2 separate regions of the Sus scrofa genome follow, and region 2 is linked to region 1. A link is a contact called in public HiChIP or PLAC-seq data. All regions are on one chromosome and are shown on one strand. The core of a region is the stretch at or near the end of the contact, and the rest is flanking DNA. Distances in the headings are between cores, read along the strand shown. Region 1 overlaps IFT81 (intraflagellar transport protein 81 homolog). Region 2 overlaps ATP2A2 (ATPase sarcoplasmic/endoplasmic reticulum Ca2+ transporting 2).

What was found. HiChIP or PLAC-seq counts read pairs in DNA pulled down with a chosen protein or histone mark.
Region 2: an H3K27ac HiChIP or PLAC-seq map of alveolar macrophages shows a contact between it and region 1. The contact joins two enhancer-like sites. A contact is called at or near these places in 4 of 47 Hi-C or Micro-C datasets (embryonic fibroblasts, fibroblasts and omental adipose tissue) and 1 of 2 datasets of contacts at active chromatin or transcription factors (alveolar macrophages).

The regions. Positions count from the first base shown.
Region 1 is chr14:31,500,445-31,507,511 of Sscrofa11.1, reverse strand. All of the region lies in intron 2 of IFT81 (intraflagellar transport protein 81 homolog), which reads right to left. Among named protein-coding and RNA genes, the nearest start is that of P2RX7, 27 kb to the right of the region's middle. Within about 2 kb of position 3,866, at least 12 of the 83 cell types and tissues checked have an H3K27ac peak or open chromatin away from gene starts, as enhancers often do. A contact at or near this core is called in alveolar macrophages, where this site is marked.
Region 2 is chr14:31,691,265-31,698,331 of Sscrofa11.1, reverse strand. It overlaps ATP2A2 (ATPase sarcoplasmic/endoplasmic reticulum Ca2+ transporting 2), which reads right to left. Exons shown (of 20, transcript NM_213865.1): 5 at 5,309-5,447. Among named protein-coding and RNA genes, the nearest start is that of ATP2A2, 20 kb to the right of the region's middle. Within about 2 kb of position 3,406, at least 2 of the 83 cell types and tissues checked have an H3K27ac peak or open chromatin away from gene starts, as enhancers often do. A contact at or near this core is called in alveolar macrophages, where this site is marked.

The DNA.
Region 1 (7,067 bases), core at 2,617-5,116:
CCTCTACCCGCTAGGCATCAATAGCAATAACTCCTCTCCCTTTAGTTCCTCAGTTGTGACAACCAAAAACTGTCTCTAGACATTGCCAAATGTCCCTGGGGGACAAATATCACTTCTGGTTGAGCATCACTTTTTCAATAGATGAGGAAGTAGAGACTCAGGGCAGGTTATAAAAATTCCTTAAGATCATACCACTGGCAAGTAGGGCTCATACCCTGGTCATTCTGATTCCAAAGCCCATGGGCCTAACCATTACAGTGTAAAACCCCATTTCCTAGGCAACAGATGCCTGTAGGTTTGGATGGCTAAGACCTCATTAGCTCATTTCACAAGATGGAAGTCAACTGTGCTAGTACGGATCCTCCGAGAAGCAGATGCCAAGATGGGCATCCACTTGCAAGAGATTTACTTAGGATTTACTTATTTATGCCTTTGGAGGATAAAGAGGAAGGGAGTGGGGGTAGGCAGGAGACTGTTCAGACTGTGCTGCTGGTCTGATACCTTGGAAGGAGAGGGGGAAGGAAGGATGTGATAGGAAGAGCCTTGGACAGTGGCACAGTTCTAAGAGTTTTGGCTATGCTGAAGGGGATTCCCCAGCCACAGTCAGCTATAAGAGGAATTCTAGGTTGGGAAGCAGGGATGCTACACTAGTACTCCCACTGTGCTCTGTCATTGGCTGCGAGCAGCCCGGGAGGTATGACCTCAGCATGAACTTGGTGGACCCAGAGGAGTGGGAGTGAGGCTGTCAGGCAGCCAGGCTTATCGAAGCAGACTCTATTGAAGGAGTTCTGAGTGGTGCGCTCCACCGCTACCATGTCATCAGGGAAGTGTTACCCAGAGTGGCATTCAACTTAAGGCAAGGAGATGGAAAAGGCACTGGTGATGTGGTGGGCAGCAAAGCCACGCTGGCATCCTTTAAGCAAAAGGGCTCATTTTCCTTGAAATATTTTAAGCTATTAGTTTCAAATCTAATGGAAAAGGAGCTTTTCTTTCCAGACGTTCCCAATAAATATAGTTGAGTCTCACTGATCCTGATTGGTCTGATCTAGTTATGTGCCCACCCGTGAGCCAATCACTGGCCAGAGGGATGTGGTGTTTTGAGTGGTCAGTTTCGGTCATGTGACCACCTCCAGATGAAAGGGTGGGGGTAAGGGTTGAGGGTTGATAACGGAGAAGGAGTGACTCCCCAGAAGAGAACTGGATGTAGTTATTAGAAGGGGGATGAATTCTGGACAGGCCAAAAAACCCAGATACCTGTTACACCTAGAATCTTCTTCACCACCTTACAATATGCACCCGTTGTCTTCTCTACTCCCACCCCCCACATTCCTACCCTCTTATTGGAAGGCCACCCTCATACCTTCTTTTCTCATTCAAGACACCCAGGTCAATATATAACTGAACCACTTTGCTGTATGCCTGAAACTAACATAACATTATAATTCAACTCTACTTCAATAAAATAAAAATAAAATAAAAAGACCCAGGTCAAGCCTCTCCTATTCAACCATTCTGATTGTGGAACTAGAATAGTTTAGACCAGCAGTGGTACTCCAAGCAGACTATCAAATGATACCCCTGTCCCCAGCTCCAGATTCTGATACCCACCCTTAACCACCAAGATTATCACTGTTTTTGACTATTCCAGTTTCAACAATCAAATTGTTCTTCTGGGAACTCCTAATACAGTGAGAATATAAACCACAGATACACAGACACACACAGACACACAGACACACACGCACGCACACACGCACACACGCACGCACGCACGCACTCAGCTCCATTGCTGTTGAATGAATGAATGAGGAGATACTTTACATGCATTTCCATAATTAGAAATCAGGATCTAGTTTAGAAGGAAATAAACAAACAAGTTAGTGGTAGCTGTCTTGATGGATCGTGAGTCATTGTGACTTTATTCTTATCAATATTTTGTTACAATTTTTAAAAAGAGATAATAGAAAAAAGGAAATCATGCAAGTCTGGTTTAAACATCTGGACTATAAGCAAGGTGAGGGTAAGGGACCAAGTGTTGATTCTGATATATCCAAGTGGGAGCTAAATTAACAGCATCAAGGGCTTATAACAGAGACTGTGGATTCTCTTCCCCAAAGCCAGTCCTCCTTTCCTCTTTCAGACTCTCCAAACCCCAGTTGTGTGTGGTGTCCTCTGCCTCATCCTCATTGCATGTGCTTCATTGAAGCCAATGCCAGCCCCGCTGCCTGATCCATCTAATCCAGGGTTTCTCAACCTCAGCACTATATATATATAGTCTTTTTGCCATTTCTTGGGCTGCTCCCACGGCATATGGAGGTTCCCAGGCTAGGGGGCTAATTGGAGCTGTAGCTGCTGGCCTACACCAGAGCCACAGCAATGCAGGATCCAAGCTGCATTGTATAGGTCTGCGACCTACATCACAGCTCACAACAACGCCAGATCCCCAACCCACTGAGCAAGGCCAGGGATAGAACCCGAAACCTCATGGTTCCTAGACGGATTCGTTAACCACTGAGCTACGACGGGAACTCCAACCTCAGCACTATTGACATTTGGGGCAGGATAAGTCTGCTGATGCTGTTGAGTTGCTGCATGTGCCACTTTGGAGTTGACTTGTTATATGAAGTAAGGTTTTCCTTAATGTTTAAGTGTTTAAGCTAATTTGAGTTGTGCCTTTCTGTTACAGCACCTTAACCGATCTGGGGGTCTGTTAAAGACATTGCACACACACACAAATAAAATGACCATCAAAAACAGTGATAATCTGGGTGGTTGAGAGTGGGTATCAGAATCTGGAGCTAGGACCAGGTGTGTCACTTGATAGTCCCCTTGGAGTACCACTGGTGATCTAAACTATTCTAGCTCCACAAGGAATTGCTGGGAACTTATGCAGATGTTGAAACAGGGGAGGAGCTTAATTTCTTTCACAAATAAGAGCAACATTTGGATTCGAACCTGCTATGTCCCATCATATGAAAACTGCTGCAAAATACCAAGTCCTATAGTTAAACTAACGTTACTTCTAAGACAGAGCTGATTAAGAAAAATGCTAAGCCATGGATTCCCATCGTGGCTCAGCAGTAACAAACCTGACTAGTATTCACAAGGATGCAGGTTTGATCCCTGGCCTTGCTCAGTGGGTTAAGGAACTGACGTTGCCATGAGCTGTGGTATAGGTCACAGACTAGGCTCAGATCTGGCATTGCTGTGGCTGGGGCATAGGCCAGCAGCTGCAGCTCCAATGTAACCCCCAGCCTGGGAACTTCCATATGCTGCAGCTGTAGCCCTAGAGAGAGAGAGAGAGAGAGAGAGAGAGAGAGAGAGAGAGAGAGAAAGGAAAAAAGAAAGAAAGAAAGAAAAAAAAAAAAAGAAAGAAAGAAAAAGAGAAAGAAAAGAAAAGAAAATTCAAGGCCAAATGGTATAACCTCTAGAAGCCTCGGTTTGCTCATCTGTAAGCTGGGAGAATAAGATGAGAAGCCCCTGACATTGAGGATCAGAAAATACTTCATAAACCATAAAGTAAGTAATGGGTTATTGATACTGAGCAGACAAGGCAAAAGCAATGCCATTCCCAGCACTGGAATGTTCTAAATTTAGGATGCGGTGTGACCAAAATTGTCTGTTGATTGTTTATATGCGGTCTTGTTAAGCTTCTTATGCTTCTGAGGTTTTGCTTCCTCATTTGTATACTGCGGCAAGACCTCATTCCTCATTCCAACTGTGCATTGAGGAGAAAATAAGGCCCTTTGAAAAAAAGAAACATACTGCTACTATTACTTCACCACAATTTCCTCCTTCCTGGTCAGACAAGAGCAACATGGCCAACATAACTAGACTTGGAGGAACGGGCCTCCTAGTGAATGTTGGTTCTTCGCTACCCTCTACTGGTCAGTAGCGGTGCTACAGATGGATGCAGAGAAGAGAGGGTCCTTGGAGAGGTACCCCAGGAAACAGACGCTCAAAGAGAGGGAAAAGGACTTGCCCAAGGATATGGATCTAGGCTTGGACAGTGCATTTGGGACTCTTGATTCTTAGCTCTTTCCAAAGGGAGAAAAGTCAGGACTGGAAATACTCATTTATGGCTTCACTCTTGCTAGGCTCTCAGGAGCTTTTCTAGATCACTTGACAGGAATTTTTCTCTCCTGTTCTTCCCTCACCACCCAAACTGCTTGGACTTCCTGTCCTTTTCTTCATACCAAGGTGGCTGCCATCAGCCCTGAGACTAAGAGTCCTGTTGGGTGCTGGGGGCTTTACAAAAATGATCTCAGGACTTCCCATTGTGGTTCAGCCAGTTAAGAACCCGACTAGTATCCATGAGGATGGGGGTTCGATCCCTGGCCTTGCTCAGTGGGTTAAGGATCTGGCATTGCTGTGAGTTGTGGTGTAGGTCACAGAGGAGGCTTTGATCTGGCGTTGCTGTGGCTGTAGCGTAGGCCGGCAGCTTCAGCTCCAACTTAACCCCCAGCCTGGGAACTTCCACATGCCACAGGTGCAGCCTTAAAAAGAAAAAAGATAAATAAAAGACAAAAATGATCTCAGATCCTTGCAACTGCTTTGTAAGGTGGGCCTGGAAACTAAAGCTCAGAGAAGTTAAGACACTTGCCCCAAGTCCAACAGCCTTAGTAAGTACAAAAACCTGGATCTCAACTCTCACATGAGACTCCAAAGCCCACATTCTACCTGCCACCAAAAACCAAAACAAAGCAAAACATCATGGCAAATTGTGTTGAAGACATGATTAAAGGTAATCTTGTGGGGTTTTTAATGCCCCAAATGGTATTTCCTGGGCAGACGTATGATGAAACAATGAAAGAGGGAAATCTTTTGAGCCGCTACCACATGCCAGTGTCACTCATATCCATTATCTGTCAATTCTCCTATGACACATATATCATCTTAAATCCTGTCCACAATTCTAAAGCACAAACTGGGTTCAAAGAGATTAAGAAATCTGCCTGAAGTCACTTGGTAAAAGCTAGCATTCACACTCTAATCCCCCTGCTTAATGTTAGTATGTAAACAAAGTATGGTCTTAAAAACATAAATAGAGGAGAGTATAGGATAGCCTGTGTCAGGCTAGACTGCAGGCCTCTCCACCATGAAAGCCCTCAGACTCTGCTGTAAACCATTTTCTTCCTGGAGGCCTCAGGATTTGAAATCCTCTTGATCTGGGTTCAAACCCATTTCTAAGCACAGCTATGTGCCAGGTCCTGGCTAGGTATATTATTTCATTTAATTCTTTCCTTTTCTTTTCTTTTTTTTCTTCTCTCCTCTCCTTTTCTCTCCTTTACTTTTTTCTTTTTATGGCCACACCTGCGGCATATGGAAATTCCCAGGCTAGGGGTGGAAGTGAAGCTGCAGCTGCCGGCCTACACCACAGCCACAGCAGTGCCAGATCTGAGCTACATCTGTGACCTATGCCGCAGCTCATGGCAATGCTGGATCTTTAACACACTGAGAAAGGCGAGGGATTGAACTGCATCCTCGTGCATACCTGTAGGAATCTTAACTTGGTGAGCCACAATGGGAACTACCTAATTATTTTTTTAATTTTATTTTTTAAAAATTATATTGAAGTATAGTTGATTTACAATGTTGTGATAATTTCTGCTGTACAAAAAAGTGATTCACTTATACATATACACACATCCAGTCTTTTTTTAACTTAAAAATTTTTTTCAGTTAATATATTTTCTTTCTTTCTTCCTTTCTTTTCTTTCTTTCTTTTCTTTTAATGTTTTTTAAAAAGTACAGTTGAGGACGTTCCCCTTGTGGCTCAGCAGAAACGAATCCGACTAGTATCCATGAGGATGTGGGTTTGATCCCTGGCCTTGCTCAGTGGGTTGCCGTGAGCTGTGGTGTTGGCTTGGATCCCACATTGCTGTGACTGTGTCATAAGCTGAAAGCTGCAGCTCTGCCTGGGACCTTCCATATGCTGCAGGTGCAGCTGTAGAAAGAAAAAACAAAGTCATCTCAGGGAGACATTTTCTGACCACCCTGTTTAAAAGTTCATCCTTTCCCTTATCACACACTTGAGTCCCAAAACTCAGTTCCTCCTCTATACTCTGTGTCTATATAAATTAATAAACTCCCCTTTTAGCTGGAAAAAAAAAGATTTATTCTCAGCTCTTACATCTCAATGACAAAAGGACAGATAAACAATTCAAAAGTGGCCAAAGGACATTTCTCTAACAAGACAGATAAACAGTCAATAAGCACAGGAAAAAATGCTCAACACCTAAGGATTTGCATTAGCAAAATGCAAATCAAAACCACAGGAGATACCACTTCATACCACTAGGATGGTGTTATTTATAAAATGGAAAATAACAAGCGTTGGTGAAAATGTGGAGACATTAGAACCCTCCTTCACTGCCGGTGGGAGTGTAAAATTGTGCGACCACTTTGGAAAATATTTTGGGTATTCCTCAGAAAGTTCAATATATGACCCAGCAATTTCACTCTTAGGTTTTTACCCGAAAGAATTGAAAACAGGAACTCAAGTACTTGTACCAGAATGTTCATGGTAACATTACTCACAATAGCCAAAAATGAAAAAAACCCATGTCCATCAACAGATATGAATGAATATATAAAGTGTGATATGGCCACACAATGGAATATTATTTGACCACAAAAAGTAATGAGATGCAGATACATGCTAAGATATGGATGAATTTTGAAAACCTTACATTAAACGAAGAAGTCAGGGGTTGCCTTGCAGAACACTGGGTTAAAGATTTGGCATTGTTGCTGCAGCAGCTCAGGTCTCTGCTGTGGCATGTACAGACAAAAAAAAAAAAAAAAAAAAAAAAAAGAAAGAAAGAAAGAAAGCAGTAACTAAAGACCAATGTCTGATTCCATTTATGTGAAATGGTCCAGAATAGGTAAGTCCACAAACATAGAAGGAAAATTGGTGGTTACCAGGGGCTGGTAAATCTATAGCGACAGAAAGCAGACCAAAGATTGCCAGGTGCTGCAGGAGAGGAGGGAGTAGAATGTGACTGTTTAATGGGTAGAAGTTTCTTTTTGGGGGTGATGAAAATGTTTTGGTACTAGACAGAGTT
Region 2 (7,067 bases), core at 2,157-4,656, 190 kb before region 1:
CTATCTGAAAAGCCACGACACATAAAGAACTCTTACAACCCAATTAAAATGATCAGCCGATTTAAAAAGGAACTTCTCAAAGATGACATACTAGTGGAAAATACGCACATGGAAAGATGTTCAACATCATCAGGAAATCAGGTAAGTATAAATTAAAGTCTGAATGAGGTACTACTTCATGGCGAAAAAGACTCCCCCGCCTTTTTCAGCTGCACCAAGGCATATGGAAGTTCCCAGGCCAGGATCGAGTCTGAGCCACAGCCTCGGCAACGCCAGATCCTCAACCCACTGCGGCAGGCTGGCAATACCACAGACAAGCTGGATCATTAACTCACTGCACAACAGTGGGAACTCCCATGGCTAAAATTAAAAAAGACAAATGATGAGGATGTGAAGAAAGCACAATCTACATACGTTGCTAGTGGAAATGTAAAGTGCTGCAATCACTTTGGGAAACAGTCAGGAAGTCACTCAAAATGTTAAACATAGAGTCATAACAAGTCCCACAATTCCATGCCTAGGTATATATACCTAAGAGAGTGAAAGCCTACGTTCACAGGAAAATTGTACAAGAGGAAAACAACCCAAATATCCACAAGCTGATGAATGAATAAAATGTAGCACATCTAAACAATGGAGAATTATTGTACCATAAAGAAGAATACAGTATACACATGAATGAAGTATGACATATGCTACAACATAGATAAGTACTGAAAACAATACATTAAGTGAAAGAAGCCAGTCTCAAAAGGCCAGCTATTCTTATATTGTATGACTGATTCCGTTTATATGCCATGTCCAGAACAGACAAATCCCTAAAAAAAAAAATAAATTGTGGTTGCCAAGGACTGGGAAAAGGAGGGCAGGGGAAGTAATTACTAATGGGTACATGGTTTCTTTTTTTAGAGGATAAAGATGTTCTGAAATTAGTTGATAATCATTGCACAACTCTGACTATATTAAAAACCACTTAATCACACACTTTAAAGGAGAGAATGTTATGGCATGTGAATTACATCTCATTGTAGCTGCTTTTAAAAAATTGTGAACTGAGCCACCAACAAATTGAAATATGACAAATACACTTATGTGTACATTTACTAAGTATACTGTATATTCTCTACCAAATTAACTGCAGATGAAGACAGAAGCAACAAACCACAAGAAGTATGTGAGAGTTTCAATTGTAAAATTTGAGTAACAGTACACAACTAAAGAGTGGCTGATGGGGAGTTCCCGCGGTGGCTCAGCAGAAACGAATCTGATTAGGAACCATGAGGTTGTGGGTTTGATCCCTGGCCTCGCTCAGTGGGTTAAGGATCCAGCGTTGCCCTGAGCTGTGGTGTAGGCTGCAGACGCGGCTCGGATCCTGCATTGCTGTGGCTATGGTGTAGGCCGGCAGCTGTAGCTCCGATGAGACCCCAGCCTGGCAACCTTCATATGTTGCAGGTGTAGCCCTAAAAAGCAAGAAAAAAAAAAAAGTGGCTGATGGTTAAAAACCAAGCACTATCAAGCTTATCACTGGATCTAGCACACGCTTAAAGCTTAGCTATTACTGAACTCACAAAGAGATTTCAAATTATCTGTTCTGCACACAAGTTGCACAATAAGCAGGTTCACATTTGCTAACCTATTCCACACTTCTGTGAAGCTGTAAGTTTCATTTATTACTGAGAGCTTGCTACATGCTCAGCAAGATTACAGCAGTCAATGTGACACAGCTGTACCCTTAGGGTGCTCATTGACAACAACGTTTAATAAAAATTTTCATATCTATCTAAAACTAGATATCACTTCTGTTCAGCATCCCTCAGAATATTCAAGAAAGAGTAGTATTCAAGAACCCAACATCCAAGCACTGCATATGATGTTAGCAACTAGTATACAGTGGGGAAAGCAACAGAGGAAAAAACGGTTAATTATCAGGACCTGTCAGACACCTCACAAAGGTGAAGAAATAGGTGAAAGTGGGGAGTTCCCGTTGTGGTGGAGCGGAAACAATCTGAGTAGCATCCATGAGGATGAGGGTTTGATCCCTGGCCTCACTCAGTGCGTAGGGGATCCGGTGCTGCCATGAGCTATGGTGTAGGTCACAGACATAGCTTGGATCTGGCATTCCTGTGGCTGTGGTGTAGGCTGGCAGCTGTAGCCCGAATTCGACCCCTAGCCTGGGAACTTCCATGTGCCGTGGGTGTGGCCCTAAAAAAGGAAGAAAAAAGAAAGAAAGAAAGAAAAGAAATAGGTGACAGTGGAATGGGTTTATATTATTTGTACTGCTTAGAATACTTACTATGAGTATTAAGTATATTCATCTAAGGTGAGGGATTTAAACTTCTCTTTTATTTTTTTTTTTCCTTTTTACCCGCACTTGGCGGTTCCTTAGCCAGGGATCAAATCCGAGACACATCTGTGACCTTCACCACAGCTGTAGTAACGCTGGATCCTTAACCCACTGCGCTGGGCCAGGGATCCAACTGGCAATGCCAGAGATAAGCCAGATCATTAACTCACTGAATCACAGTAGAAACTCCTAAACTCATCTTTTAATGTGTTTTTTTGAATATTAAAAGAAAGGCAGTGGTTGCCAGGACCTAGAGGTAGGAGGTAAAGGAAAATTACTGTTCAGTGGAAAAAGTTTCAGTTTGGGAAGATGAAAAAGTTCTGTAGACACAGCGGCACAATGGTGTGAATGCACTTAATGCCACAGAACTATACCTTAAACATGGCTAAAGTGGGAGTTCCCTTGTGGTGCAGGGCCTAGGGACTTTCACACACAAAGGTTAAAATGGTAAGCTTTATGTTACGTATATTTTACCGTAACATCCACAAATAAAATAAGAAAGGGATACTACTTCTATGTCACACACGCTATGAATCAATCAATATCTGTCTTTGCTCAACTCTTAAATGAAACATATAAAACACTACATATAGGGAACGGAATTTCACACTGGGCCAGAGTAGTCAGGTAGGTCCAGATTATAACCAAAGCTTTGCCACTGTTAGAAGTGTGCATTCTCTTGTTAACTAGGTGGGTTAGAAATTTACTGAGATGGGGAGTTCCCCTCATGGCTCAGTAGAAACGAATGTGACTAGTATCCAAGAGGATGAAGGTTCGATCCCTGGCCTTGCTCAGTGGGTTAAGGATCCAACGTTGCTGTGAGCTGTGGTGGAGGCTGGCAGCTACAGTTCCAGTTCAACCCCAGCTTGGGAACCTCCATATGCTGAAGGTGTGGCCCTAAAAAGAAAAAATTTTTTTTTAAAAAACTAAGAACAACACAAAACAAAACCCTAAAAAAAAAAAAAAAAAAAGGAAAGAAATTTACTGAGATGGGAAAGGCCAGAGAGAAACAGAATCCAGAGGAAAAGAGAAACCAAAACCACTTCCACTGAAGAAAAGCTGGTCTTGCTTCACTTCTTCAAAAGGGAAGAGGAAGAGGATTCCTTGAGGGTCAAGCTTACATTTTTTCCTCTGATGCTGTAAACCACTGCCATCTACTGATGCAAACCAAGGATAAATGCTTTGGGGGTAATTTCTCTAAGTTTTCAAACAGATATAATACACTGAAATAGCCCAACTAGCATACCAATTCTTATAACATCTTTGAGAGGCTGAATGTATATTACCACTCCAAGCTGGAGAAATGGAAGCATACAAACAGAATCTAGTGCAATATTTAGGTGATCTGCAACCGCATGTACCACATAATACTTGTGCAAAGACAAACTATCCATCACCACCCAGTCAGCTAAACTAGAAATCCTGTCAGTATCTTTGATTCTACACCCTACTTACCCACCCCCATATCCATTTAGTTACCAAAACATGTTGTTTAACACCTAAATCTGAGGTTCACTTTTCAGATTATACATGGCCATAATTCCATGGCTAAAGGAGATTCAGAGTTAATATTTTGGTTTGAAATCTGGTAAAAACTTCTCATAAGTGCCCCCAGATGATTTTGATGTGCACCCTGCTTAAAAACCACCATTCAAGGAGTTCCTGTCATGGCTCAGTGGAAATGAATCTGACTAGCATCCCTGAGGACTCGGGCTCAATCCCTGGGCCCTCGCTCAGTGGGTTAAGGATCTGGCATTGCCCTGAACTATGGTGTAGGTTGCAGAAGTGGCTCGGATCTGGTGTTGCTGTTTCCGTGGTGTAGGCTGGCAACTACAGCTCCAATTGGACCCCTAGCCTGGGAACCTCCACATGCCGCGGGGGCAGCCCTAAAAAGACCCCCCCCCCTATTCATAAATTCACAATCTTTCCCTCATTATTCTTCCCCTCCCCCCATTATTATTATTATTACTTTTGGTCTCTGTTACTTTTGTTCACACTACTAAGCAAGCTCTTAGGTCACTTGCACAAACTTTGTAGTCCTAAGTAGTCAGTATGTTGGTATACAGGCAACACTACTCTTCTGGAAGAACAATGACAAAAATTAAGAATAAAAGAATACCTATCACACGGTAATTTACTTTCGGAGGCCAAAACTGCACAGCACAGGTCAAGAGATGCAGCTGAGTTCTCTTCATTAAAATGAGTAAGACAATAAAGACAAAGCACACCTTCCCCACAAGTCAGGGTAAGTATTACTATGAGACAATTCAAAAGAAAACAAGTATTCTGAGTTCAGGAGGGTATGAAAAACCATGATTTGAATAACCCAAAGTAATGATTCCCCAGCAACAAGATTAGACTTTTCTGACTGGCTCCAGGGGCATTCTAGACTGCCTGAAAACACTGGCAGGGAGGGTATGGACTTCTGCGAGGTTTGTGTAGAGCTCTGGCCTTGCAGTGGATTCCCTAACTTGTAAAGCCCAAGTAGAAACCCTAGGCCATATAAGTATTTTTAAATAGAGCTTTTAGTCATGAAATTACCCTTAACCATCAACTTACTTTCACAGTTGCAAGTTAGACTTAGTACTTGTGCCAACAGTCAAAACAGGAAAAACGAAGTAGCCACTAATTAGTATTCTAACAAACTGCTCACTACAACTGTCAGATTAAGTTCATTATTTCACTAGCACTAATATTCTACAACTACTATAGTAAAAGCAGTAAGTACAATAATTCAAAACACCTTGTTTAAAAAAAAGAAAAAAACACCATAACCACATGAAGAGAGGTGCCAAAATATTTAAAAATAATTTTACAGAAAACCTGATTTGTTTGGATGGCACTAATCTGTTAATACAATTGATTCATAAGAGCTTAACTTTTAAAACAATTATGAGCCTCGAGAAAAGGACTACATTCAGATATACAACCTAAAATAAAACAAAAATGACAAACTCAACTCACCAGCAATTTCTACAATATCACCAGGAACTATGTCTTTAGCTTTAATTCGTTGTACACTCTTCCTGTCCTGTCGATACACTTTGCCCATTTCAGGCTCATACTCCTTAAGGGCTTCGATGGCATTTTCTGCATTCCTTTCCTGTAAAGAAGAAAACAAAAGATAAAAGTAGTAAACACAGCCTGCCACTGCCAAGTATTTCCAGCCCTAGGAATCAAATTTTTAGAGTCTTAACCTAAACTTTAAGGGAAAAAAAAGATACAAGAGATTCTTATTAATGACATTTGTAGTAAATGATTCACATCTTAAGGCAGTAAACAAGAGACCTTTATGATTCTGTATTAAAAATGAAAAAAATAAGCACCCTAAGAAGGGTAAGGAGATAAAATCAGTGTAGAGAAGTAGTTACAGAACCTGCTGTCCCTAAGCACACTATACAACATGGCCCTCACCTTTAGCCAAATACATTCACAGCATTAAATCAATCCTGTCTCCCCCCAGGCTTTTCCACTCAACAGCTATGTGACTATGAATAACTTACACAACACACAGGTTTATACACAGAACCAGGACACTAACAGTACCTACCCTCGAGGGTTGTAAGTCACAAGCTATACGTAACTGCTTAGTCTGTTTTGGCAAATAGCAAATGCTTTGAGTGACGAATTAAGAAAATCAAGTTACGTCTCAAAAAATTCTAAATCTCTCTCCAGTGGAAAAGACTGGAATAGCTGGAAACACTGCCAGCCACATATCATTTTACCATAATATCATATATGAATGTGTCAAGACTTAGTCACACAGAATTTCTTTCCTAATTTCAAAATAAGATGTAGAATCTAAATGAGTCATATTAGAGGAGGAAAAAAAAGCTGAGGGAAAGTTCCTCTAGAGGGGAGGGGAAAAAAAGGAAAAGCTTGTGTTCAATTTATCTCCTCTCTTTTTTTTGGCCGCAGCTGCCACATATAGAAATTCCTGAGCCAGGCATCAATCTGAGCTATAGCTACAGTAACGCCCGATCCCTAACATGCTGTTCCACAGCAGTACTCCCTCCCATCTTCTCTCCTTTTAAAAAATAAGCAATTAGGAGTCAGAAGCAAGTCTACAAAGCACATGCCCAGATGAGGTTACTTAATGAACAAGGAAAATAATTATTTCTCTCATACTTTTTTCCTTCAATATAAGGGAAAAATTTAATTTAATCTTGGATGAAATTTCTGCTTAATGTTATGTGATCTCATTTCTCCCCTTGTTGTAAATAGTATGATCTGTTGTGAAAAGTCCCTAAACTTGCTTAAAAGAGCATTTAGATGACACAAAACTGAAAACTAATGGCATGTGTGTCACTTTTTTATGTATGCATCCCAGAAAAAGAATAGGAAACCTTAAAAATGACAAATTCACGACAAAGATAATTTTAATTCCACATCAGATCTGCTTCAAAAATGAGTATATCGGGGAGTTCCCGTCGTGGCTTAGTGGTTAATGAATCCGACTAGGAACCATGAGGTTGCGGGTTGGATCCCTGGCCTTGCTCAGTGGGTTAAGAATCTGGCGTTGCTGTGAGCTGTGGTGTAGGTTGCAGACTTGGCTCGGATCTGGTGTTGCTGTGGCTCTGGCGTAGGCCGGTGGCTACAGCTCTGATTCGACCCCTAGTCTGGGAACCTCCATATGCCATGGGAGCGGCCCAAGAAATGGTAAAAAGACAAAAAAAAAAAAAAAAAAAAGGAGTATATCGGAGTTCCCATTGTGGCTCAGCAC